Linked DNA regions of Mus musculus: regions 1, 2, 3 and 4 are each linked to region 5. The links are chromatin contacts, called in public promoter capture Hi-C maps. All regions are on one chromosome and are shown on one strand. The core of a region is the stretch at or near the end of the contact, and the rest is flanking DNA. Distances in the headings are between cores, read along the strand shown. Region 1 holds the start of Cnn2 (calponin 2). Region 2 holds the start of Thop1 (thimet oligopeptidase 1). Region 3 holds the start of Prss57 (protease, serine 57). Region 4 holds the start of Rnf126 (ring finger protein 126). Region 5 holds the start of Atp8b3 (ATPase, class I, type 8B, member 3).

Region 1 (4,685 bases), core at 1,806-4,305, 550 kb after region 5:
CCTAAATAATACAATTTAAAAAGACAACACAGTGAGCAAAGAGAATGAACAATAAAAGAGAGATCATGCAATAAGACAAGAAAAAAAAAAAAAACCAGAAACATACAACATACAGCAGCCATGCATTGAGGAGCGCTCAGGGGCGATGCCCTTGTGCGCTGATAAACACTCACGTGCATAGGATAACCCCATCTTTCAGACCCTTCTGGAAGTCAGGGCCAATGGAGAGGCCCGTGAGTCCCTCTATCCAGCTTCGGAGTTCTGCTTCCTTTTGGGGGTCATATTTGGACAGGAGCTGGAAGAGCAAAGAGCTAGGACTGAGGTGAGAAGCAGACACGCCCCCGTGGGAGTGGCCTCGTAGATGAGGCCAGAGACAGCGGGGCAAGAAGGGTGTCTGAAAGCCCAGGCCACCTCCTGCCGCCACCTCCTGCCGCCACCTCCCTAGAGCAGGATGACACGTGTCACCTTGGTGTGCTGGGGATGAAAGCAACAGGCTGTGTTAAGTCAGCACCAGCACCAGCACTCAGCACCAGCTCAGCTGGTGGTCCAGCGCCAGTCCATCCTCACAGTGTCTGAGCACTTCCTATAGGCAGAGGGCTTTGCATCCAGAAGGTTCACTACTGACACTTGTAGAGGCCTGTTCTTTTTCGTGGCTGAGCAGTATTCCAGCTGGCCGACCTCCGAGGAGGCCCGACCTACATACTCAACTTCCCACCGATGCGCCGCGCTGGGAGCCGCACCACGCTGGGAGCCCCCCGGCGGGCGCTCCCTCTACAGATTTCTCTCATGTTCTCAAGGCAGCAGGAGAGCTGCCCTGTGTGGGCAGTGAAAAAAAAACTCAACTCTCCTGGCCTCAGTTTCCCCATCTCTTTCTTTCCTTCCTTTCATTTTTTCTTTCTTTCTTTCTTTCTTTCTTTCTTTCTTTTTTTTTGGGGGGGGGTTCTCTGCTCTCACTCTCTATATAGACCAGGTCAGAGATTCACACAGGATTAAAGGAGTGCAGTATTCTTTTTTTTTTTTTTTTAATCTTTACTTTATGTGTCTGTGTGAGGGTGTGAGATTTTGGAGTCACAGTGCTGCTGGGTCCTTCAAAAGGGCAATCAGTGCTCCCATCCATCTCTCCATCCGCCAGTCCCCCGGCCCCCCCCCCCCCGGTTTTTCGAGACAGGGTTTCTCTGTGTAGCCCTGGCTGTCCTGGAGCTCACTTTGTAGACCACTAGCCTACGACTCAGAAAACTGCCTGCCTCTGCCTCCCGAGTGCTGGGATTAAAGGCGTGCGCCACCATGCCCGGCAGTTTCCTATATGGACTGGTTTGTGTAAGAGTTCGCTGTCAGGCGCTCCCTCTCCCCTTCCTGTCTTTTAAAATCCTTCGAAGTGGGATTAGCTGGGTGCAGGGGCAGTCGGGGCAGCTGTTCCCACAGGAAAAAGCAAGGACAGCCCAGAGGGGAACAGGGGTCGGCCAGGGACGCCAAGCATGCCTGGTCCAGCTGTGCCACGTCCCTAGCCACTCTGAGGACCAAGGAGGAGGGCAGGGGCTCAGTCCCGCCCGCTGCGGCCACCTCCCTCCCCACTGCCCTTCAGCGCATTCCTGCCCGCAGGCCACAAACTACCAGGAATGCGGTGGCCTCCCGGGTCTAAATCAAGACCAGCTGTTCCCCAGTGGCCAGGCTCCTCAACTGGACCGAACAAAGTCCCACGGGATATGGGCCAGCTAGGGGGGTAAACTGAGGCACATAGGTCAGGCAGAAAAGTCTCCGGATCCCCCCTCCCAGTGGACGATGCAACCCTTCTGTGACCCCTGCAGGCTACTGGGGGGGGGGGGTCCACTTCCCAGCTCCACAGTTGGAGGGGATCTGAGAGCTCATCCCCTGAGCAAGTGCTGACCTGTCCCTGGCCCCACCCAGCTCCTAAAACTCTATCCTTAGGGCTGTCCTGACTCTTTCTTTCACTTTCTCTGTTCCAGGGAGATGTCCAGTCTGTCCAGGAAGAATTGGGCAGGGTCGTCAGAATGCTGTGTGTCTCTGGGGAGCTAGAGCAACCTCTCTGAGCCCAGGGTGGGAAGTGAAATAGCAACTTGTCTCTAGCAGGCTGAGGATAGCACATGGGTGGCATGAGGTAGGTATGCCTCTCGTGTCACTTGTAGGGACCTGGCAGGTGCCAGTCGGAGGTGGGTCCGACTGGTAGCTTCAGCGTGCCTAGGCAGGTTGCTTGGCTTTAGCTGACTGTGAAACTTGCATTCCCAGGTGCCAGGTGTGTGCGTGTGGTTGGCGGATCTATCTAGAAGGTTTCAGGATGTCAGGCCTGAGCCCCCTAAGTCTGGGATCAGTGTCTCCCTCATCAGCTCAGGACACCTTGCTGTATGGCTCCCCAGATGTCCCTCCGAAACTGGTGACTTCAGTGTTCTCCTGCATTTGCGGTTCCTCTCAGTGAGCCCTTTCCCAGGTGTGTGTGGGAGTCCTGGAACGGACCACACCCTGTTAAGAAGGCCACCGGCCCCGCCCCCTTCCCTGTCCCCAACTTAAGTGGCTTAGATGAAACGGAAGTTTCGACAGGTAATGAAGATGGGGCCTCAGGGGGCACTCTCAGACGCCCGGATCGCTCGTGTGCTCGCTTTCTCTCTCCCGGACCTTAACTTTCTTACATCCTGCAAGGGGCACAGAGTGCAGGAAGCCCGGGGCGCCGGGGACTGAGAGGTCCAGGGGCGGGGCTGGAGGTGACATTCAGGATGCGGATAAAATGGGTCCCCAGCCTCCCAGACGCCACAGCTTCCCACAGCACCCCAGACCCTCCGGATATCAGGGTAAAGCAAAGCCCAGCTGTCCCGGCTCATGCATCGGTCGCGCGTTCGAGGCTGGCGAGCCCCGCTCCCATTGGTCGTGCGTTCGAGGCTGGCAAGCCCCGCAACCCACTCACCCGGTTCTTGACCTCGGCCGAGAGCCCGTAGGACGGGCCCTTGTTGAACTGCGTGGAGCTCATGGCGCGGGACCCCGGAGCGGGACAGGAGGACCAGCGGGACCGGCAGAGGGTCGGGCTGCGGGCGGACGGCCCGGGACGGGGCTGAGCGCCGCCCCCGCCGCCGATTGGCTGGCAGAGCAAATGTCCTTATAAGGCGTGGAAGCGCCGAATTCCTGTGGCCGCGACTTCCTGAGCCCCCCTCGGCCGCCGGGACCCCCGCCCGCCGGAGCCACCCTAGCATCCCGGCCGATCAGGAGGGGCCCGCCGTCCCGTTTGTAGTTGCGGGAAACTGAGGCAGCGAAGGGCGTGGGCTTCCGACCTGGGCCAGAAGTCAGTTTACTCCTCCTGTATCATAGTGAGAGACAGAAAACTGTTCGGTGGGACCCTAAATCCTAAAATCTGGCTAGAAACCTTCTCTGCCACTACCGGCACTTACCAGAATCTTGCTCCCTCTCCAAACATCTCAGTGGGAAGGGGCAGGGGCGGCATAGACAGGATTCTCGAGGGGAGCTTCTCAGAGAAGGAGGCCTCGGGAGCTGGAGCACTGATGGATGAGTTTTTCAGTCCAAAGGGAAAAGGCTTTCTGCTAGAACACCAAGTGCAAAATATGGAGGGTGGGAGAAGGCGATCGGTTGGAGGTCGGGGTGGGGCTCCCAGAAGGGCTGAGGGTTGCTGGCTGACTGTGTGAGGGTGGAGTGGCTGAGGATGATATCCTTTCAGTAAGTGCCTGAGCTCAACCTGAGTCTGTAGATGGATCAAGTTGATTCCTGAGGGGCTGGTCCTGCCCCACGGAACACAGGCAGACAGATGCTGGGAGTCTCAGGGCTTGACAGAGAGGCCTTGGCCATAGGACGGAAGCATAGTTTTTTCGAGACAGGATTTCTCTGGAACTCACTCTGTAGATCAGGCTGGCCTCGAACTCAGAAATTCACCTGCCTCTGCCTCCCAAGTGCTGGGATTAAAGGCGTGCGCCACCACGCCCAGTGGTTGGATACTTCTAAAGGGTGGCTTTCTTCCCACCTCTCTGGGTTTCTGTGATTTAGACAAATCCTTCCTCTCTGGGCTCTGCTGGAGTTTTTGAATTTGTACAGTGGAGCACCGGACTCCAGATGGTCCCAAACTGTGGACAACACAGGTTCCTGTGACCAGGCAGGAAGCCCCAGGTGTCGGGACACTGAAGACCTTTTTGGAATAGTTAAAGAAAGCACTTGTCAAGAGCGGCCATGCTGTGTGGGGTGCACACAGGCTTAGCAGGGTATCAGGGCATCCAGGCCACTGTGCTGAGCACTGAGACAGCAACTGCAGGTGCCACAACCAGGTTCTCTGCAAGAGCAGCTATTTCCCCAGACCTGAGCCATCTCCCCAGCCCACCCTCCTCGCCTCCTTTCTTCTCCATCTGCAGCGCACCTGTATCCACATACACAGCCCTCACACACACCCCCAGTGTTCACAGCCTTCTGTGACTCCAGCTTCAGGGGACCCGACGCCCCCATCTGGCCGCTGTAGGCACTGCATGCGCGTCGTGCGCAGACAGGCACTCAAAAAAAAAAAAAATGAGTAGATGAGTCCAACTTCCCTCATTTTCTTAACAGGGGCTGAAATTTGAACAAAACACTGTGTATGCTGTGAAGTATAGCCACATCTCTGCTCCCGCCCAGCAGCAAGGCCAGCCACTCCCTCCTTCTGTCCCGCCCCTGAGCTCAGAAGAGCTTTCTGAGCTTTGAAGTGG
Region 2 (4,425 bases), core at 1,204-3,703, 530 kb before region 5:
GAAGCCGGACCGGCAAGCGACATTCTGGGATAACCAGGATGGGAGCAGCTCACGGACAGGTGCAGTGGCACTAGCAGCTGCTGGCACTGATCCCACAGCCCCAGCAACACTTGTTCGACACTGGCATGCAAGGCAGCCAGGCAGGGCCATCTCGCTCCTCGTCCCATGCAGAATGGCTGTATAATTGACAGCCATGTAGAATGAGGGTGGGACAGCTCATCCCCACAGAGAGAGCAGACTTTCATAGTGCTCTCAAGCCTTTAGCAGACATCAACGCAGGCCCTGAAGATGGGCTGGCAAGGAAAAGAAAAGGGGCTGCCACCAGGACATGGACTGAATAGGAGTAATGGGAGCTTGTTTTCAGTGCTCAGGAGGCCAGAGCAAGAGGATTTCACATTTGTGGTCTAAATGGAGAACACAGGGCAAGCACGTTCAAGCCAAAGAAAACAAAAATTCGGACTGAAGCTGTGGCTCAGTGGGCAGCACACGTGCCTAGTATGCATGGTGCTCTCATTCCATCACCACAGCATACAAATCAGGCGTGGTGGGGCTGCCTACCATCCTAGCACTTAGGAAACTGAGCGGGGAGGAGGAGAAAGAGTTCAGGGTCACCCACAGCCACACGTATTAAGTATGAGGCCAACCTGGGGTACACGGGATGCTGTCTCAAATGAAAAGCCATGGTTGGGTGATGGTGGTGCACACCTTTAACCCCAGTACTGGGAGGCAGAGGCAGGAGAATCTCTGTGAGTTCAAGGCCAGCCTGGTCTGCAGAGTGAGCTCCAGGACAGCCAGGGCTACACAGAGAAAAGCAAAAATAAGGAGGATGGGCAGCCACTGAGGAAGATACCCCCTCCCCACACAGACACGCGCACATGCGAAACGAAGGGCTTTGTATTACAAGTAGGGGCAGAGCCAGCCATGAGAACACAGAGTGCAAAGATCTGGAGAACTAGGATTGCAGCATCTTTCTGCAAACATCTGGATTACTGCCTCCATTTCAGGGCACCTCAAGTTCCTGAGGTGCAAGTAATTCCAATTATTCCTGTTCCCATGATCCTGATCATGACTGGGGGGATTATCTGCAGGCATGAGAAAATGTATGGGTGTGAGCTCCAGACGCCACCCCCCCCCCCCAAGGCCGCTCTCAGATACAGGAAGGTCACACACAGGGCCCTTTGGGCTGTTTCCCTAGTCCTCTGTTCATGGGTTAAGATAGGATCTTGCCAGATTGTCCAGGCTACCCTTGCAATTTCTGGAGGTGGGATCCTCCTAGTCTCGGTCTCCCACACTTGGGAAGAGAGGCTGGCACTGGCTCTGTTTCCTTCTCTGGATTAAGCAAGTCCAGGGGACCCAAGATGACTAAGCAGCTGGAGGTGATTGCTGCCAACGCAGACGATCTAGGTTCAATCCCCACAACTGACTAGGTGGAAGGAGAGAACTGATTCCCGCAAGCTGTCCTCTGACCTCCACAAGCACACTAAATAATGTTTAAAAAAAAATCCAAACAAGTCTTCATCTTTTTGGGTCACAGTCATGTCTACAACTGACGGGAATCCCTGCCTGGTAGCTCCACCATATGGGATGCCCCACACACATACACAGCAGACCTGGCAAGAGAAAGATGGGTCTCCCAACCAGCCCTGCCAAAGTGGGGTGACCATAGCCTAAGCCCCTGTGTTGCTGACTCAAGAGGCTGGAGAGGGAGCTCTGTGATCAAGCGTGCTTGCTGCGTTTGGTTCCCAGCACCCCTGAAAGGCAGCTAGCTCTCAACCACCTGTAACTGACTCCAGGAGCAGAGGATGGGCCACATTTTTCTAGCCATCATGAATACTACACACATGTGCAGGTACTCACACACAGACGTACAAACAATAGTTAAAAATAACAAATCCTAAAAATACAAAAGAACCTAGTTGGAAGTATTACTAGGTCCTCTCTAGATGCTAGATAGCACACTGTCCTGGCACCGAGGTTCCCAGGCCACCGTCTCCAGCAGCCTTCCAGGAACTAGAGCCTTTTACACCATGTGTGGGTTTTGCTCATCGCCCCGTTGGCAGTCCATCTTACCCTAGTTAGAATAGCAGGGAGCATGAGAAAAGTATTCTTTTAAAATTCAGTTTATCAAGAGGTTGAAGTCATGGGAAAGTTAGTTCATTCATTTTGCAGACGAAGGGGTCAGGGTCGGGAATCCCAAAGGTTCCATCTGCCCGAAGGAGGAGAGAAAGGGAGGGCCTGGGCGAGGGGCGACCGGTACCTGCGGGGGGCTTCATGGCGGTCGGCTGCGCGCGAGGCGGCGACGGCCCTCCTCTGGTCCTCACGCCTGTGCGGTCCGGATCTCCTCGGAGCTCGCCTCACCTGAGCCAGTTCCTCTGCTGTGGCTCTCAGACTGAGGCGCCCGCCGCCCGCGAGCTCCGAGCACGCTAGGAAGGCGCGTGCGCGCGAAGGCAGCTGGTCAACGCGAGTGTGCATGCGCAGGAACAACCAGTCTGGCGCCGGTGCATCGCGGTTCCGCCCACATTATCCCGAGCTTGCCCTGTCAGTGGTGCGATTTTGCGCATGCGCTGAACACAGTGGAGCCCGCAATTGGCTGTCATAGGTGAGTGAGGCGGAGCCTTACGCACCCTCGGAACGCCAGGATGCTGTTTCCATGGAAACCTAACACCCTCTCTGCCTTGCCTTTTCTGTGAGGATTTCACTCTATACAGGCTGTGTGCGTTTGTGCTTGGTCTGTTCGTTCAATTCATTTCTTTTTGTTCTTCAGCCAGTTCCTCATGACTCCACCTTCTGAGTTCTGAGATGACCAGAGTGCTCCAGCATGCCTGGCTTCCCTCCCTCTCTCTCTCTCTCTCTCTCTCTCCCTCCCTCCAACCTTCTCTTCCTTCTTTCCTTCCTTTTTTTGACACAAAGTTTCATGTAGCCCAGGCTGGTCTGAATTTGCTGACAGGCCTCAAATTCGTAGCAATCCTCCTGCCCCAGCTTCCTGGGTTCTGGGAATGCAAGTGAGAACCGCCACGGGTTTTTGCTTGTTTGTTTTGTTTTTGTAAGCTGAGTGTGCTGACTTATACCTGCAATTTCAGTCCAAGTAAAACAAAACTGACCCAACCTGCAACCTGCAGGAGTAGCCTGGACTATATACCTTGTCTGAAAAAACATGAGAGATGGCTCTGTGGTCAAGTGTAGTTGATAATCGGTGTACTGCAAAAGCCAGGGCTGGCCCCTCCTTCCTGCACCAGCCTGTGGCACGTTAAGATGCCTCCTAGGAGCTGTTGGCGGCTCCTGTTAAAATGTTGGCACCATGACATCTCCTCAGCCTGGAGCTGTCACAAGAACTGTCTACAGTAGTGTATCACCTTTCCCAACACAACAGAGGTTGCCCCTCAAGAACACCCCTGCAGGAGCTGTCCTACAGGAACTGTCCCACAGTGATAGGACCTCATCTCCAGCCTCCTTGAGCAGCCTCACAGAGATGGCGCCTCAGCAAAAGTTGGCTGTGGCCTGGAAGGACTTTCACACTAACCCATGGGCCTGATGCAGGGTAAAGAGGGTGAGGGGGAAAAAAGTCACCAATCCCCGAACAGGAAAACCCACCAATCCCTGAGCTCCTCAAGCTCAGGACTTGAAATTCCACCAATCGTTAATCTGGAAATCTCTGCCCTGAAAAGCCCTGCCTCCTAAGAAATTCTATGTAAGCCCCGCCCTTTGTCTAATTCCCTAATGTTTTACTCCCAGGAGAAGAGGGAAGATTCATCTCTCCACACCCTGAACCCACCAATAAATCTCTTACATGAGATTTTCTGCTTGGTGTGACTTTCTCATCGGAAGAGCCAAGAAGAAGCGAGGTGAAGAGAGGGTGGGGGGTGGGAGAGCGGGGTGCGGGGAAACAAGGCTCCTGAGCTCCTCAGCTCAGCCGGGGATATCCTCCCCTGGGAACTGCAACACCTCTGCTGAGAGGGCTCCCTGCGTGGTTCCTGAGCTCCGTGTCTCCGTGTGCCCTTCCATCTGAGCAGAAACATCGACAGTAATAGCACAAGTCCAGAAGACTGGACTTCAGATCCCCACACCACAGGGCCGCTCACACCTCCAGGGGACCCCATGTCCTCTTCTGGCCACAGCAGGTGCTGTGTACATATGGTGCACACACATACATTTAAGTGTATGCACACAAGCACATAAGCAACTTTTAAAACATAGGATAGTGGAGAGACAGCATTTATTTTAACACGCATCTCAAAGTACAGTTCCTGTAGGGAGAAGCAATAGTCACTCCTGGTCCAAGGTCCAGAAATCTGCTCGAAATTACTCAGTCTAGGATCTGCCCAGGAAATGGCCTCTCCAGAGTCAAGACTGAGGGCCTTCCTGGCTCATTTGACTGACATAATCAAGATAATCCCCCTACGCCGGGCAGTAGTGACGCATGCCTTT
Region 3 (4,489 bases), core at 510-3,009, 750 kb after region 5:
ACAGTTTCTCTGTGTAGCCCTGGCTGTCCTGGAACTCACTCTATAGACCTGATTGGCCTTGAACTCACAGAGATCTGCCTGCCTCTGCCTTAGAGCTAGGACTAAAGGCACGCGCCCACCCTGCATCACACACCTTCCCACTCTCTGTCGTCATCCCCGCTGATTTCTCTTTATATCGCTGTCTTCATCTCTGTTTCTGTCTCCCTCTCATTTATTTTATTTGTTATTTTCTGAGTGTTTTTCTGTGTGTATATACCACATGCATGCAGTACCCACAGGAGCCAGAAGTGGGGACAGATCCACTGCCACTATGTGAGTGCTATCAACCAAACCCAGGTCCTTTGGAAGAGTAGCCAGTGCTCTAAACTGCTAAGCCTTCTCCCCAGACCTGCTTTCTGTTTGTTTGTTTGCTTGCTTGCTTGCTTTTTGTTTGGCAAGGACTCACTCTGTAAAACAGGCTGGCTTTAATCTCAGAGACCCATCTGCCAGTGTCTCCAGAGAGCTGGAGTTAAAGGTATGCATCCTCTTCAGGCTTGGCTTTCTTTCTGTCCTTATCTCTGTCTTTGTCTTCCCCTCCCTCTCTGTCTCATTCCACCTTCACCTGTTTCTGTTACTCTCTTATGTTCCTCTGGCCCTGGCTCTCTGGGGTCTCTCCCTCCTTCCCCTCCTGCTCTGTGTCTGGTCACTACTACCTTCCTGAGCCCTGGCTCCCTCAAAGGCCAATGGTGCAGAGCTTCCCCCTGCATCCTCAGTGGGGGATGGAGTGACCCTTTTGGGAGGTTGTTGCTAAGACAACAGTGCCTTCTCCTGCAGGATGCCCTTGCTGACCCTGAGCCCTCTCCCCTTCCTGAGCTGTCTGGGACCACTGTGCACCCTGAGTTCACCCAAGCCCCTCTCTGCTCTTAGGTACCTACCATTTGCATCAGCCCTGGGGTGGGTCCTACAGGCCAACTAGGGCATAGCCTGTAGCAGACTTAATTAAAGCTGCAGCATCTGCTAACAAGCATGGACCAGTACAAGCCCAGCCAGTGTGTGCTCTGGGCTCCATCTCACAACCTAGGGGAAGCTTATGTTCCCACCTTACGTGGGTCCATGGTAGACAACACCTGTGGCCTTAGCACTTGGAGGATAGAGGAGGGAGAGGCAGGCAGGCGTTCAGGGCTATTCTCAGCTGGATAGCTAGTTCAAGAGCGTATTGAATTAGAGGCCAGATAACTGAACTTTCTCTCCCAAAGGTCCCCACCACGAGGAAACCCAAGCCCAGCACATATCCTGATGGGTGGTCTCTGGACTCCAGACCTTAGGGTCACTCTCTGCTATGTCCCCAGTTCTTCCAAGGAAGTATGGTATACAGTAGGACCTCAGTAAAAGCAATAAAGTCAGCCCAACTCAGAGCCCTCCCCAAAGAACTAGCTTTATGGTCCTCACTGACCTCAGGTTCATGATGGGGAAACTGAGGTCAAGGGTCAAGGTGCTTGCTCCTGGGCTACCTGGCTGGGGACAGACAGATAAGCAGAGTTGGTGCTTCCAGGATGACTGTCCCCTGAGAAGGTCTGAATGCGTTCAGTGGCCAGATAATCTAGTAGGAAGGTACAAGGGGAGTTTGAGCTCACAAACCAATCTTGTTTCTAAACTTCTGGGTTTTCATGAGCAGCACAGTTGGAGACAAGAAACAGTAACGTGGCCTCCCCTGATTTCCAGAAGTGCCTGCTCCACCTTCTGACCACAGACCACAGACCCGGAACAACTTTCTGGACTGAACCGTTGGGTGCCTCCTGCACCTGCAGACCTCACCAGAAAGATGCCATCCTCTACAGCTATGGTGCCTGGGACAAGAGGAGGCTGGCACTGTCTGGTGCTGACTACAGCAGCTGCCCTGACCCAGCTCATGTGGCTCCCTGGTGAGAACTCCAAATGGCCATTAGACCCTACCCAAGGTGACCAGGCTCCCACACAGGATGCACGTGTACTCTTGCTCAGGCAGGAGGCTATGGGGTGGGGGTGGGGCAGCCAGTAGGGACTTCAGCCACCTCAGGTACAAGATCGTGGAGACTGGGCTTCCTAGCTTTTGTTTTGTTTTGTTTTTATTTTTGTGTGTATTAGTGTTTTGCCTGTATGTTTGCATGCCTGCAGTACCTGGAGGAACCAGAAGGTGGCATCAGATCCCCTGGAATTTACAGTCGGTTCCAACAATCATGTAGATGCTGGCATTAGAATCTAAGTCCTCAGTAAGACCAGCCAGGGGTTTTAAATAACGAGCCATTTCTCCAAGCCTCCTATTTTTTAAAAATTACATTTATTTATTTTGAGAGAGTACATGTAGATAGTGCTTGTCACAACCAGTGGAAAACTTGCAGGGGTCGATTCTGTCCTTCTACCATAGGGGTTCCTGGGATTAAACTCAGATTGTCAAGCTTGGTAGCATGTGCCTTTGCCTGCTGAACCTATCACAGGCCCAAAAGGTCTCCTAGCCTCAGTCTTTAATTATCTATCTATCTATCTATCTATCCATCCATCCATCCATCCATCCATCCATGTCTGTCTATCTGTTTGCTTTCAAGACAGGGTTTCTCTGTGTAGCCCTGGCTGTACTGGAACTCACTTTGTAGACCAGGCTGGTCTCGAACTCAGAAATCTGCCTGCCTTTGCCTCCCAAGCACTGGGATTAAAGGTGTGCCCCACCACTTGGTCCCCTCTATTTCTCTTAAGTAAAGTGGGTTTCTCGTGGTCCAGGCACCTTGAAATAGCTGGGCAGCTGAAAAGGGAATCACCTTGAATTCCTGATCCTCCTGCCTCCACTTCCAGAGTTCTGAAACAGCAGGCCTGCACTGCTACACCATGCTTATGTGGTGCTGAGGGTGCCTGGGACTGGCTTTGTCTGTCTGTCTCATCTCTGTCTCTGTCTCTGTCTCTGTCTCTGTCTCTGTCTCTGTCTCTGTCTCTGTCTCTGTCTGTCTGTCTGTCTGTCTCTCTCTCTCTCACACACACACACACACTCACTCTTAGGCGAGGTCTCATCATGTAGCCCTGGCTGGCCTGTAACTCTCCATGTAGACCAGGCTGACTCTGAACCCACAGAGATCCTCCTGCCTTTGCTTCCTGGATGCCTCCCTCTAGGTTTGCCCCTTCCTCTCAGCCCAGCCTCCACCCCTACTCCCTGCCAGGGCTGTGCTCCATTGCCCTTGATTTACCTGTCCTGTCCTTGTCTCTCACATTGCCCCACCTCTTCCAGGTTGCTGTGGGTCCTACATTGTTGGAGGCCATGAGGTAACGCCACATTCCCGGCCCTATATGGCCTCTGTGAGCTTCGAGGGCCATCACTACTGTGGAGGCTTCCTGATTCATACCCATTGGGTGGTGTCAGCTGCCCATTGCTTCAGTGACAGGTGACATGCTGGGGCCACTGAGGGATAAACTTAAGGCCATCAGGAAGCCAGGATGTGACACAGACAGGACCAACTCTCTACCCCCACGCCCGGGCACTTCTGGTGATAACAATCAAACATAATAACTATGATCATCTTCGACACAAGCGACATGTGCTACTGTTTGGACTCACATTAACTGTGGGGAGAGCAGCACAGTCCGGGGACTCCAGCTACCCAGAGGCTGGCTCAGGGGGATGGAAAAATGAAGCTCAGTGTTAGCTACAGTCTGGAACCATGTCTCCATAGGCAGACAGACAGACAGTTATAGGATAGTAGTTAAATAGTAGAGGTCTTAACTGGAGTGTGGCTCAGGGATGGAGCCCCGCATAGAATCCCCAAGTGAGAGTCTGGGGGTGTTGCCCATTTGTGGAGCCCTTGCCTAGAACCCTCAGTGAGGGGTGGGGATGGGGTCAGGTAGAGTGCTTGCTCAGTGAGAAGCATGAGGTTTTTAGGGTTGTTTGGTTTTTTTTAAGATTTATTTATTTTAAATTCACTTTTCTTTTTTAAAGATTTATTATTTATCTTATGCACGTGAGTACACTGGAGCTGTCTTCAGACACACCAGAAGAGGGCATCAGATCCCATTACAGATGGCTGTGAGCCACCATGTGGTTGCTGGGAATTGAACTCAGGACCTCTGGAAGAGCAGTCAGTGCTTTTAACCACTGAGCCATCTCTCTAGCCCCTTAAATTCTTTTTTTTTAAAAGATGTATTTTATTTATTTATTTATTTATTTATTTTGGGTTTTCGAGACAGGGTTTCTCTGTGTAGCCCTGGCTGTCCTGGAACTCACTCTGTAGACCAGGCTGGCCTTGAACTCAGAAATCCGCCTGCCTCTGCCTCCCAAGTGCTGGGATTAAAGGGTTGTGCCACCACTGCCTGGCTGTTTATTTATTTTTATGTACATGAGTACACCGCTGCTCTCTTCAGACACACTAGAAGAGGGCCCTGGATCCCATTACAGATGTGTGGTTGCTGGGAATTGAACTCAGGACCTCCAGAAGAGCAGTCAGTGGTCTTAACTGCTGAGTCATCTCTCCAGCCTGGGAGGTTTTTGAGT
Region 4 (4,477 bases), core at 1,312-3,811, 770 kb after region 5:
AAAGCACGTGTAGCTGATCTCGGAGCTCTGACCTCTGAAGTACAATAAGTCAAAAGTTAAAGTTTAAATGATGGTAAGTTTGCAGTTATTATTATTTTAGCCACAGGCCTGGGAATAGGGGAAGCTTGAAACTTTGGGGAAAAAGTGTAATTCCTGGTTCTTTGTGGGACATGATTATTCTTTTGAATTTGATTTGGTAATGATTATACAATGTCTTTTTCTACCTGCTTTTGGAATACCAATAAAAGACTGGGGCAAGAGAAAGGTGAGAATGAGGTACTCATGAGGCGTGCAAGGTGTGAGGCGAGTGTAGGGTGAAAGGAGAGAGAATATGAGGGGTGTGTGTGGGAAAGAGAGTATGAGGAGAGAGTGAGAGGAGAGAGTGAGAGGAGAGTGTGTGAGAAAGGGAGCAAACGAAAGAGCACAACCGCAGCCTCAAGAGTACATACTGCGTCAAGCTGAAAGAGAGAAAGTGGGGGGGGGGGGGAGAGCTCAACTTTAAGCCTGTCAGTTTGTACCCGAAAAGTTGACTGTGTGAGTTTATTATGGGTCTTCCAGATATCACTGCTTCCAGTTGAAAACTCCGATCCTGTGTTGAGGCTAGACCCCGACTGTGTGTGTGTGTGTGTGTGTGTGTGTGTGTGTGTGTGTGTGTGTATGAGAAGGCTCCCAGGATGCAAGCTCTGCCATGGTTCAGAGAGAGAGGTTAAGCTATTTGCCCAATGACACAGCAATGGCTTGATTGGGAAGTCAACCCACGCCCACTGCCCCATAACTTTTCAACTACCCTGAGCTGCTCAGAGGAAGGTCTCTCCATTGAATATTGGCGTGTTTAAACGACTGAGGGGCTGCCTCACCACAGTAGACTTGGCTCTAGTGGGATAACTAGTTCCGATTGATGGGGGCCATGTGCCCTCTGGTGGTCAATGCCGGAATGGGTGGGAATGGGGACAGAAAGCAGGCCAGGTGTGAAGGTTGACTGTCCCTCCCCTTCTTGCAGGAATCCTAACTCTGAGTAACTCCTATTCTTTCTTCAAAACTCTGCTTGCAATGTACCCTCCTCACCCCCAGGAAGTCATTCTTGTGTCATCAGAGATATCCAAGGTCAGTTTAGAGTCCAAGCCTCCCCCCTGCCTTATGGTGCTGGAGTGTTTGTGTGCATTTCATAGACGCTAGATGAATGTTGAACGAATAAGTAAATAAATACAGGAACTAACCTCAGAAACATTCTGGGCCTAGCCTAGAAGACGACGCAGGCTTCATTCACTCCTGAAGAGTCACACGGGGTGCCTGCGGGCTAGAGGATCCTCCTTCTACCAGAGAATGCATCCCTTCTTCATCCTTATCTCGGGTGTTTGTGGAACACCTGATGTGTATCGTCCAGACATGATACTCCCTTCTGCCCGGCACTGTTTTTACAGATTATCAGGTGTACATAAGTGTATGTAGGAGGGCTGTAGAGACCGCGTGAAAAGGCAACATTGCAGCCGAGACTCCGGAGTTTGGGGGACCAAGCACTTGGAGGCACAGGCAGTGCAGTGCAAGCAAATATCCACAGGCAAGCTTGTCTGGAAGGCTAAATGAGGGGAAGGAAGCTGGGAAATGAGGGCTTGATGGTTCGAAGAAGAGGAGGAGTCTCTTAGGCCCCGTCCCTCACTTTTTTTTTTTTTTTTTTTTTAGGGATAGCCCTAACAACTTAAGCCATTGGCAAGGCAACCAAGTCCCGCCCCTCAAGGACTCCAACTTCGCGACTGTACTTGGCTTTCCGAGGCCTCTACATCCAATCCCGTATGCCGGAGAAACTCAGCCCTGTCGACTACATCCCCGCTCTGGAGATAGTCACCCGCCTTCAGGCTTGCCCATCCTCGTTGCCAAGGAGACGGCCCCCGCAAGCTTGGAGCTCCGCCTCCAGGCTCACGCCAAATTCCTAGGCGGATTCCAGGATTGGTCCCGTCGCTGTCTCGTCACCATGGAAACCCGGCCCCGCCCTGCGCAGGCTCAGCCTGCGGACCCTAAAGCTTTCCAGTTGCCTACAGGTTATAACCTACCCCAGGTTGCCAAAGAGACATCCCGGGCCCCCACGAAGGCCCCGCCCTTTGGTCGCGGAGGCTTCCCCGAGGCCCTGTCCCACGCAGGTTGCCAAAAAGTCTTCTCCCCCACGTAGCCCCGCCGCTCGCTGGCCCCCCATCTCTGACTTCTTCTGCTTCCATGTCTGACTTCACCTCCTAAAGTCATCGCCAAGGCGACCCGCCTTCGCGCTGTCCCTGGACTTCCGCACTCTTCAAGCGTGACTCCGCCCTTCCACCCCCAAGTGCCAAGCCCTCTAGACTCCGCCCACACCAGATAGGCCACGCCCCCAAGATGCTCTGCAGTCTTGACCCTCACCTCCGTCCCGGTTACTAAGGAGACTAGGCTCCGCCGCTTCGCCCCCAGGCTCCGCCCCACACACTGGACCCAGGTCTCTGGCTTCCGGAAATACTTATTTTGTCCTAGTGCGGCCACCGTTCTCCACGAGTCAGCCCCCCGCAGCGCGTTGCCCGCGTTTCTCCGCGAGCCCCACGCCTGCCGTGCGTGCCGTGCGTGCCATGCGTGAGCGTGCGCGGGCGCGTCGGCCGGCGAGGGAGCAGCAAACGGCCGGCGGCAGGCGCCGCGCGGGGGGCGGGCGGCGCGGAGGCGGCGGTGGCCATGGCCGAGGCGTCGCCGCAGCCCGGACGGTACTTCTGCCACTGCTGCTCGGTAGAGATCGTGCCGCGCCTGCCGGTGAGACCTGGGCGGGAGGGCCGTGGAGCTGTGCGCGCGAAGCTGGCTAGAGGGGAAATTGAGACCCGGCGGGGTGCGAGCAGCGTGGCGGGCAGGTCCAAGAACCTAGGGCGGCGGCGGGGTCGCCCGAGGGACGCAGGCTTGGTCGGACCCGGTGGGGCTCGGAAGCTGAGCTCCGCGCTGGGGACGGCCGCCGAGCGCGTGGCCAGGACGCGGGGGCGCGCGGCGCGGCCTCGAGCGCCGCCCCGGGCCTCGCTGCTGCGCCCAGAGGAGCTGCGAATCCGACGGCGGAGCTGGAGGGTCTGGGAAGGTCGTACCTGCACCTCCTTGCCTGTTACAGGCCTTGTGCTAAGGCTTCAGTGTGGCTTTGACCAGTTGCATCCCCCGGTCCCCACCTGGTTGTCCCCTGGCCTCCTGCTTCTTCCTCGTAGCTTTGGACATATCTATCCTGAGGACCCTGCTTGGGTGTCCTGCATCTTTTCCGGTTCAAGGTGGTTTTGTCCAGGTGCATGCCAGGGATCCTGCAAGTTTCTTGAGAGTGACTTTGACTAGGCTGGTATCCCCAGGCCTCCTCTCCCAGGACAGAACCTCCCACCTTCCAGGCATCCCTTGTTTCATACCCAGGTTTGAGGCTCGCTCCTGGAAAGGTGATCGCTCAGTACTTGCAACCTACCGTGGCCTTTCCAGGCCAAGCGTGGAGCCTGCTCCTGCCCTTCGAGGTGGAAGCCTGGGTGGGTCCTTGAAGAAGTAGTAGCTAGTTTGGTGTAAGCCAATCTACCATTGCGGAGAAGGTGGTGGAGTAATTAGCCAGAGTCTGTCAGGGTGACGACGGGGTGGGTGGTAAGAGGTGCTGTAGTTCCTTCTGGTCTCTGCACTCTCCCTCTGGATGGTGACACCATGACATTCTTCAGGGCGATTAACTCCAAGAATTCAGGTGGTGGCATACACCTTTTATTTCAGCACTTGGGAGGCAGAGGCAGGCCGATGTCTGAGTTTGAGGCCAACTGTTAGTTCCAGGACAGACAGGAACCCTGTCTAGGAAGGGGGGCAGCTTGGAGAGAGTGGTATGTGGGGTGCCAGGTGAACCTGGAACATAGGAATTGATTGTTATTTCTACTTGTGTTTCCTGTGCCTCAGCCTTGCCTCCCCAGATCTGCCTTGACGCCCCTGGACTGGGGACTATGCTGCCCCTTGGCACCATTGTGAGCTCTGGGAACTGTTTTCTGTAAGGAGATGGCCAGACCCAGGTGTACACCTAGCTGTCAGGTTTCCTTACTGGGACCAGAGCAGCACCAGGTTCTGGCTCAGTGCCCTTGAATAAGGAGGACCCTGACCTCTCAACTGCCACTGTGCCTGGCACGAGCCTACCTGTAAGCCCCAGTGACCCAGCATGGTCTTTGTTCTTACAGGGTTTGTATAGGCCAGCCAGTCAGGGAGTGACAAGTGTTTAAACAGAGCATGGGGGATGTTTTGTTTTGTTTCTCCAGACAGGGTTTCTCTGTGTAACAGCTCTGGCTGTCCTGGGACTCACTCTGTAGACCAGGCTGGCCTTGAATTCACAGAGATCTGCTTGCCTCTGCCTCTCAAGTACTGAGATTAAAGGCGTGTTCCGCCACCACCTGACCGGCATGGGTGGTTTTTGTATGAGCAGCTAGTGTGGGACAGGGAGCAGGGGCAGGTCTGTGGGTTCAGTGAGACTTGCCATGGCCCACACTCC
Region 5 (4,524 bases), core at 373-2,872:
CAGGGTAGGGGATCTCCCCAAAAAAGGCCATCATAAAGATGTGATCAGATGCTCACCGAAAGCTGAGTGAACCGAGTAGCTATTTCCTCAACATGCTCCAGGGACTCAAAGCTTCCAGAGTTTGCTATTCTGGTGGAGGCTTGGTCCTGAGTGCCGTCCTTATCCCAGCCACCAGTTCATTCATTTTATGCCAGCATACACTGGGAGACAGGAGGTGGACATAACCACTGAGGGCTAGGTTAGAGGCAGGGCTGACTACAGCCTCTTCAGGGTGTACCGTGGCCAGCATCCCTGGCATACATCCACTGTACACAGGTATCAACATAGCCCATCAGTGCCTTGTGGGCTCCCTTTCCCACTTAGGCATGACAGATACAGACCTGGCTCAACCGTGCTCACTGGTGTGCAACCTTCCCACTCCTAATCCCCAATTCAGCAATGTTTAGTTGGGCTGGAGTATACTGTGCTTAGTGTGCTTGGAAGATGCTCTTCCCAAATGCAGGAGATGTAGCTCAGTGAGAGGCTGCTGTCATTATATAGGGTGGAGGATTAATCTGCATTCCCCTACATAATAAAGCTTGAGACCAGTTTGAACTTAACTCCTGCCCTGCAGAATGAAGCTCAGACCCACCTTTTCTGAGCCTGTCCCTGATACCCCAGCCATGCCCTAGTCTCTGCCTCCCTCCCTGGATCATGACTTGACCCTTTTCTTCTTTTCTCCTCCTCCTCCTCCTCCTCCTCCTCCTCCTCCTCCTCCTCCTCCTCCTCCTCCTCCTCCTCCTCCTCCTTTTGGTTTTTCAAGACAGAGTTTCTCTGTGTAGCCCTGGCTGTTCTGGAACTCACTCTGTAGACCAGGCCTGCCTCTGTCTCTGCCTCCCAAGTACTGGGATTAAAGGCATGTGTCACCACTGCCTGGCTTGACCCTTTTCTGTTCTACGGCTGGCCTTATCTTGGCCTTGCCCGCAGAGATTCCAGATGCCAGACCCCTGCCTTTCCTCCCTGACCTCTTCCCAAGGCTTTCCTGTCCTTTCTAGTTTACCCAAACCCCCTCCCTCCTTCCTTCCTTCCTGGCCCTTGACTCATGCCTCCGCCCACAAAGCATTGTCCCATCCTTGAGATGTAATACCACGCTCACCAGGAATAGACTCCCCTGGAAGCCTGGTCTCCGCTTTTTTTTTTTTTTTTTTTGAGACAGGGTTTCTCTGTATAGCTGTCCTGGCTGTCCTGGAACTCACTTTGTAGACCAGGCTGGCCTCGAACTCAGAAATCCACCTGCCTCTGCCTCCCGAGTGCTGGGATTAAAGGCGTATGCCACTACGCCTGGCTGTACAATTAATTCTTGCTCCACCCATAAGCCTGGTTTGTAGCACAAGGTTGGCTCTGCCAAGCTCCTAAAACACGACTCCGCCCACGAGACCTGACCACACCCCGAAGACTCAGCCACGCCCACAACTCCAGGCTCTACCCTTACCCTCTGTGCCATTCAACTAGGCCCCACCTTCTCCAGGCCCCGCCCCTGTCGCCTGGTCCTATCCTTCTCCTGCCCTTAAGCTGCAGGCCTTAAGGCTCTGGTAGGCCCCGCCCCCTTCGCAATGCCCCGCCCCACGAGCCCGCGCCACCCGTTTCAGACCCGTTGGCACCAGGCTAACAGCTCCACAACATCGGCGGCCCTGGACGCCGCTGGCGGCCCGCCCTAGGCAGCCAGGCCCCACCAAGCCCGGCCCTCGCAGGTGAGCACCGATGCTCACGAGTTGTGCATCCTTGGGCGCCACTGTGACCTCTCTGTGCTCTAGGGGTCTTGGGCCCGGATGCCAGCACTTGAGACAGGAGATGGTGCCCCCTTGAGGTTCATAAAACCAGACACCGAGGTGGAGCTTACCTACAGGACAGTTTGGTGACCACTAGAGTTCACTAGGGCTGTGCGTCATGGCCGCTGGGGAATACTGCTAATGGGGTGTCTGGTGAGTGGGCAGGAACACTTTGGAACAGGAAGATTTTGGAAACTTTGAAAAACATTGGAAAGGAAGACTGAGTGCAGTAGCAATTCTCAACCTGGGGAGGGTCAAACGACCCTTTCACAGGGGCCACCTAAGACGATCTGAAAAAAACAGATATTTGCATTATGCTTCATGACAGTAGCAAAATTAGTCATGGAATAACAACAAAACCAATTTTGTCGTTGGGGTCCCCACAATATGAGGAACTTATTAAAGGGTCATAGCATTAGGAAGGTTAAGAACCCCTGGACTAGAGTGTTCCCTAGAATCAAGATCTCTTCACACATCCTTCCCACACCCTCTCCAGCCTCAGTTTTCCTCACGTGATAATCAGGGAAAAGCCCAATACCCAGAGCTGGTGCTGAGCCAGGAGGAGGTGGGGCCCCAAGATGCCCTGGGGAAACACATGACTCAGACACCAGGACTCCTTGTCCTGGGGGAAATGTGGGTTCAGCAGACATTAAGACAGTGAAAGCTCTAGAAGAGAGGTGACCAGAGGCAAGATGGGGGACACCCCAGCTGCTCAGGAAGCCCCCAGGAGGCGCATGATTCCCACGGGCCGGTCTGGGAAGTACAGAGTGAAATTTGGAGGGTGAGGAAGAAATCCACCAGGCAGGGTGGTGACAGTGGGGGGCATATGGGTAAACTGGGGGACCGATGGGGTGAGTGCTCAGGTGGTGGTTGAAGATCTGCCCCCCGGGAAGGGAGCAGGGAGGACCCATGTCACCAGGTATAGGGCTGTCTTAAGTTACCAGACCCAGCCAGGAGTGAGAGCACAGGTCTGTCATCCTAGCTCCTCCAGGAGGCTGGAGCAGAATTATGGGTGTAAGAGCAGCAGAGTGAGACCCTGTCACTACACTTAGCAATCCCAAGGCCAGATCTTTTTGTCTCCCTCCTCCTCCTCCTCCTCCTCCTCCTCCTCCTCCTCCTCCTCCTCCTCTTCCTCCTCTTCCTCCTCCTCCTCCTCCTCTTCTTCCTCCTCCTCCTTTGAGACAGGCTTTTGCTATGTAGGGCAGAGTGTCCTTGAACTCACAGCAACCCACTGACTTGGTGTACCAAGGGCAGGGATTAAAGGGATCTGGTGTGGTGCCAACACACCAGATCTATCTTAACATGGCTCCATGCTCATAATATACGCAAGCCGTGAGCTGTCACATATACAACCCCTCAGCTCCGTGGGGTCAGTCAGCAAACATGGACTGAGCATGTGTGGGGTGTGGGGTGGGCCTTGCAGGAGCAGGTGGAACAGGAGGGGCATGGAGGAGACTGGACGGGCCAGCCACAGCTTCCTCACTAGGGCTCGAGGCTACAGCATCTCAGAGGTGGGGTTCCTTGCCTCAGGTGACCAGCTATAGATGGGGGATGTAATGCTGGGTCCTGCAAGTCCAGAGAGCAGTTCTGAGGTAGACATGAGAAGGTGAGATATGCATGTATGATAGATAGATAGAGAGATAGAGAGATAGAGAGATAGAGAGATAGAGAGATAGATAGATAGATAGATAGATAGATCCATCCTCTAACCTATACCCCAGCCTTTATTTTTTTTATTGATTTTTGTGAATACCTAGGGCTACTTCTTTTCTTTTCTTTTTCCTTTTCCCGTTTTATTGGATATTTTCTTTATTTACATTTCAAATGTTGTCCCATTTCCAGGTCTCCCTTCCAGAACCCCCTATCCCATCTCCCCACCCTCCAGTCTTTATTTTATTCCAACACAAGGTCTTGCTGCTCACCCCCGAGCCAGGCTGGGACTTGAAGCCATCCATACTCGTGCTTCAGCCTCCCTTGTGCTGGGATTCCCTTGTGATTGGCTTTTGCGGCAGTATTTTAGAGAGCAGATCTCAAGGTCCATGAGGGTAGTGTCAGACACCATCCAGAAGCACTGGACAGCCAGGGTGATTGTGACTTAGGGGTCTTTCTTCCCCACTCCACAGCCCCACCGGCATGGATGGAGTTCATCTCGGGGAGAACCTTGAGGATAAAGACACAGGTGCGGTCTCACATCATCGGGATGGCAGGATGGAGAGGGAGGAGAAGCGGGGTGACAGAGGGGTACCCCTCAGCCCTCACTAGAGACTAAAATGGGGTTATGTCCTCAGTCTGTCCGGTGATGAGGAGTTGCTGGGACCCTGATCCCTGAGTGGAAGTGGCTTGAGGGTACTGCACACTGAGAATCCACCCGTCACGGTTCCTCCCACCCAGCGCCCGATACTAGGAGCAGTTGGGCTCAGCCGTGTTCCCTTGTCCAGTCCTGATGTTTACCAGCTTCCTGGCTTTACATGGGCATCTACTGTACCTGGGGCCCTTGGGGGCCTATTAGCCCTCATGCTCCAGGGCAACGCTCTGGCAGTTGTCCCTGGTTGAGCCCCAGAAGTTCCAACCTCCTGCTGTCTCCCCGCAGAGTTCACCTGGGAGGTGAAGGCCAATGACAGAACCTATCACAAGCAGTTCAAGAAGAAGGGCTTTCTATGCTGGAGGCAGAAGAAGTACAAGGTGAACCGCCCGCTCGCTGCCCCTGGTCTGGCAC

The links. Promoter capture Hi-C pulls out the DNA fragments that hold promoters and counts their contacts. Capture Hi-C pulls out chosen DNA fragments and counts their contacts.
Region 1: a promoter capture Hi-C map of pre-B cells shows a contact between it and region 5, with 2.9 times the contacts expected there. The contact joins the promoter of Cnn2 here to the promoter of Atp8b3 in region 5. A contact is called at or near these places in 2 of 39 promoter capture datasets (liver and pre-B cells) and 2 of 115 datasets of contacts at active chromatin or transcription factors (bone marrow-derived macrophages and pancreatic cancer cells).
Region 2: a promoter capture Hi-C map of liver shows a contact between it and region 5, with 3 times the contacts expected there. The contact joins the promoter of Thop1 here to the promoter of Atp8b3 in region 5. A contact is called at or near these places in 2 of 39 promoter capture datasets (embryonic stem cells and liver) and 1 of 9 other capture datasets (liver).
Region 3: a promoter capture Hi-C map of pre-B cells shows a contact between it and region 5, with 4 times the contacts expected there. The contact joins the promoter of Prss57 here to the promoter of Atp8b3 in region 5. A contact is called at or near these places in 2 of 39 promoter capture datasets (liver and pre-B cells).
Region 4: a contact with region 5 is called in a promoter capture Hi-C map of pre-B cells, with 3 times the contacts expected there. The contact joins the promoter of Rnf126 here to the promoter of Atp8b3 in region 5. A contact is called at or near these places in 1 of 39 promoter capture datasets (pre-B cells) and 1 of 115 datasets of contacts at active chromatin or transcription factors (pancreatic cancer cells).

What each region holds. Positions count from the first base shown.
Region 1 is chr10:79,986,970-79,991,654 of GRCm38.p6, reverse strand. Cnn2 (calponin 2) reads right to left here and starts at 3,055. Exons shown (of 7, transcript NM_007725.2): 1 at 2,915-3,055; 2 at 174-295. The coding sequence starts at 2,977.
Region 2 is chr10:81,068,111-81,072,535 of GRCm38.p6, reverse strand. Thop1 (thimet oligopeptidase 1) reads right to left here and starts at 2,453. Exons shown (of 13, transcript NM_022653.4): 1 at 2,258-2,453. The coding sequence starts at 2,273.
Region 3 is chr10:79,786,255-79,790,743 of GRCm38.p6, reverse strand. Prss57 (protease, serine 57) reads left to right here and starts at 1,759. Exons shown (of 5, transcript NM_001042710.1): 1 at 1,759-1,901; 2 at 3,233-3,386. The coding sequence starts at 1,802.
Region 4 is chr10:79,765,036-79,769,512 of GRCm38.p6, reverse strand. Rnf126 (ring finger protein 126) reads left to right here and starts at 2,561. Exons shown (of 9, transcript NM_144528.3): 1 at 2,561-2,760. The coding sequence starts at 2,686.
Region 5 is chr10:80,536,222-80,540,745 of GRCm38.p6, reverse strand. It overlaps Atp8b3 (ATPase, class I, type 8B, member 3), which reads left to right and starts at 1,622. Exons shown (of 28, transcript NM_026094.3): 1 at 1,622-1,730; 2 at 3,932-3,987; 3 at 4,399-4,490. The coding sequence starts at 3,942.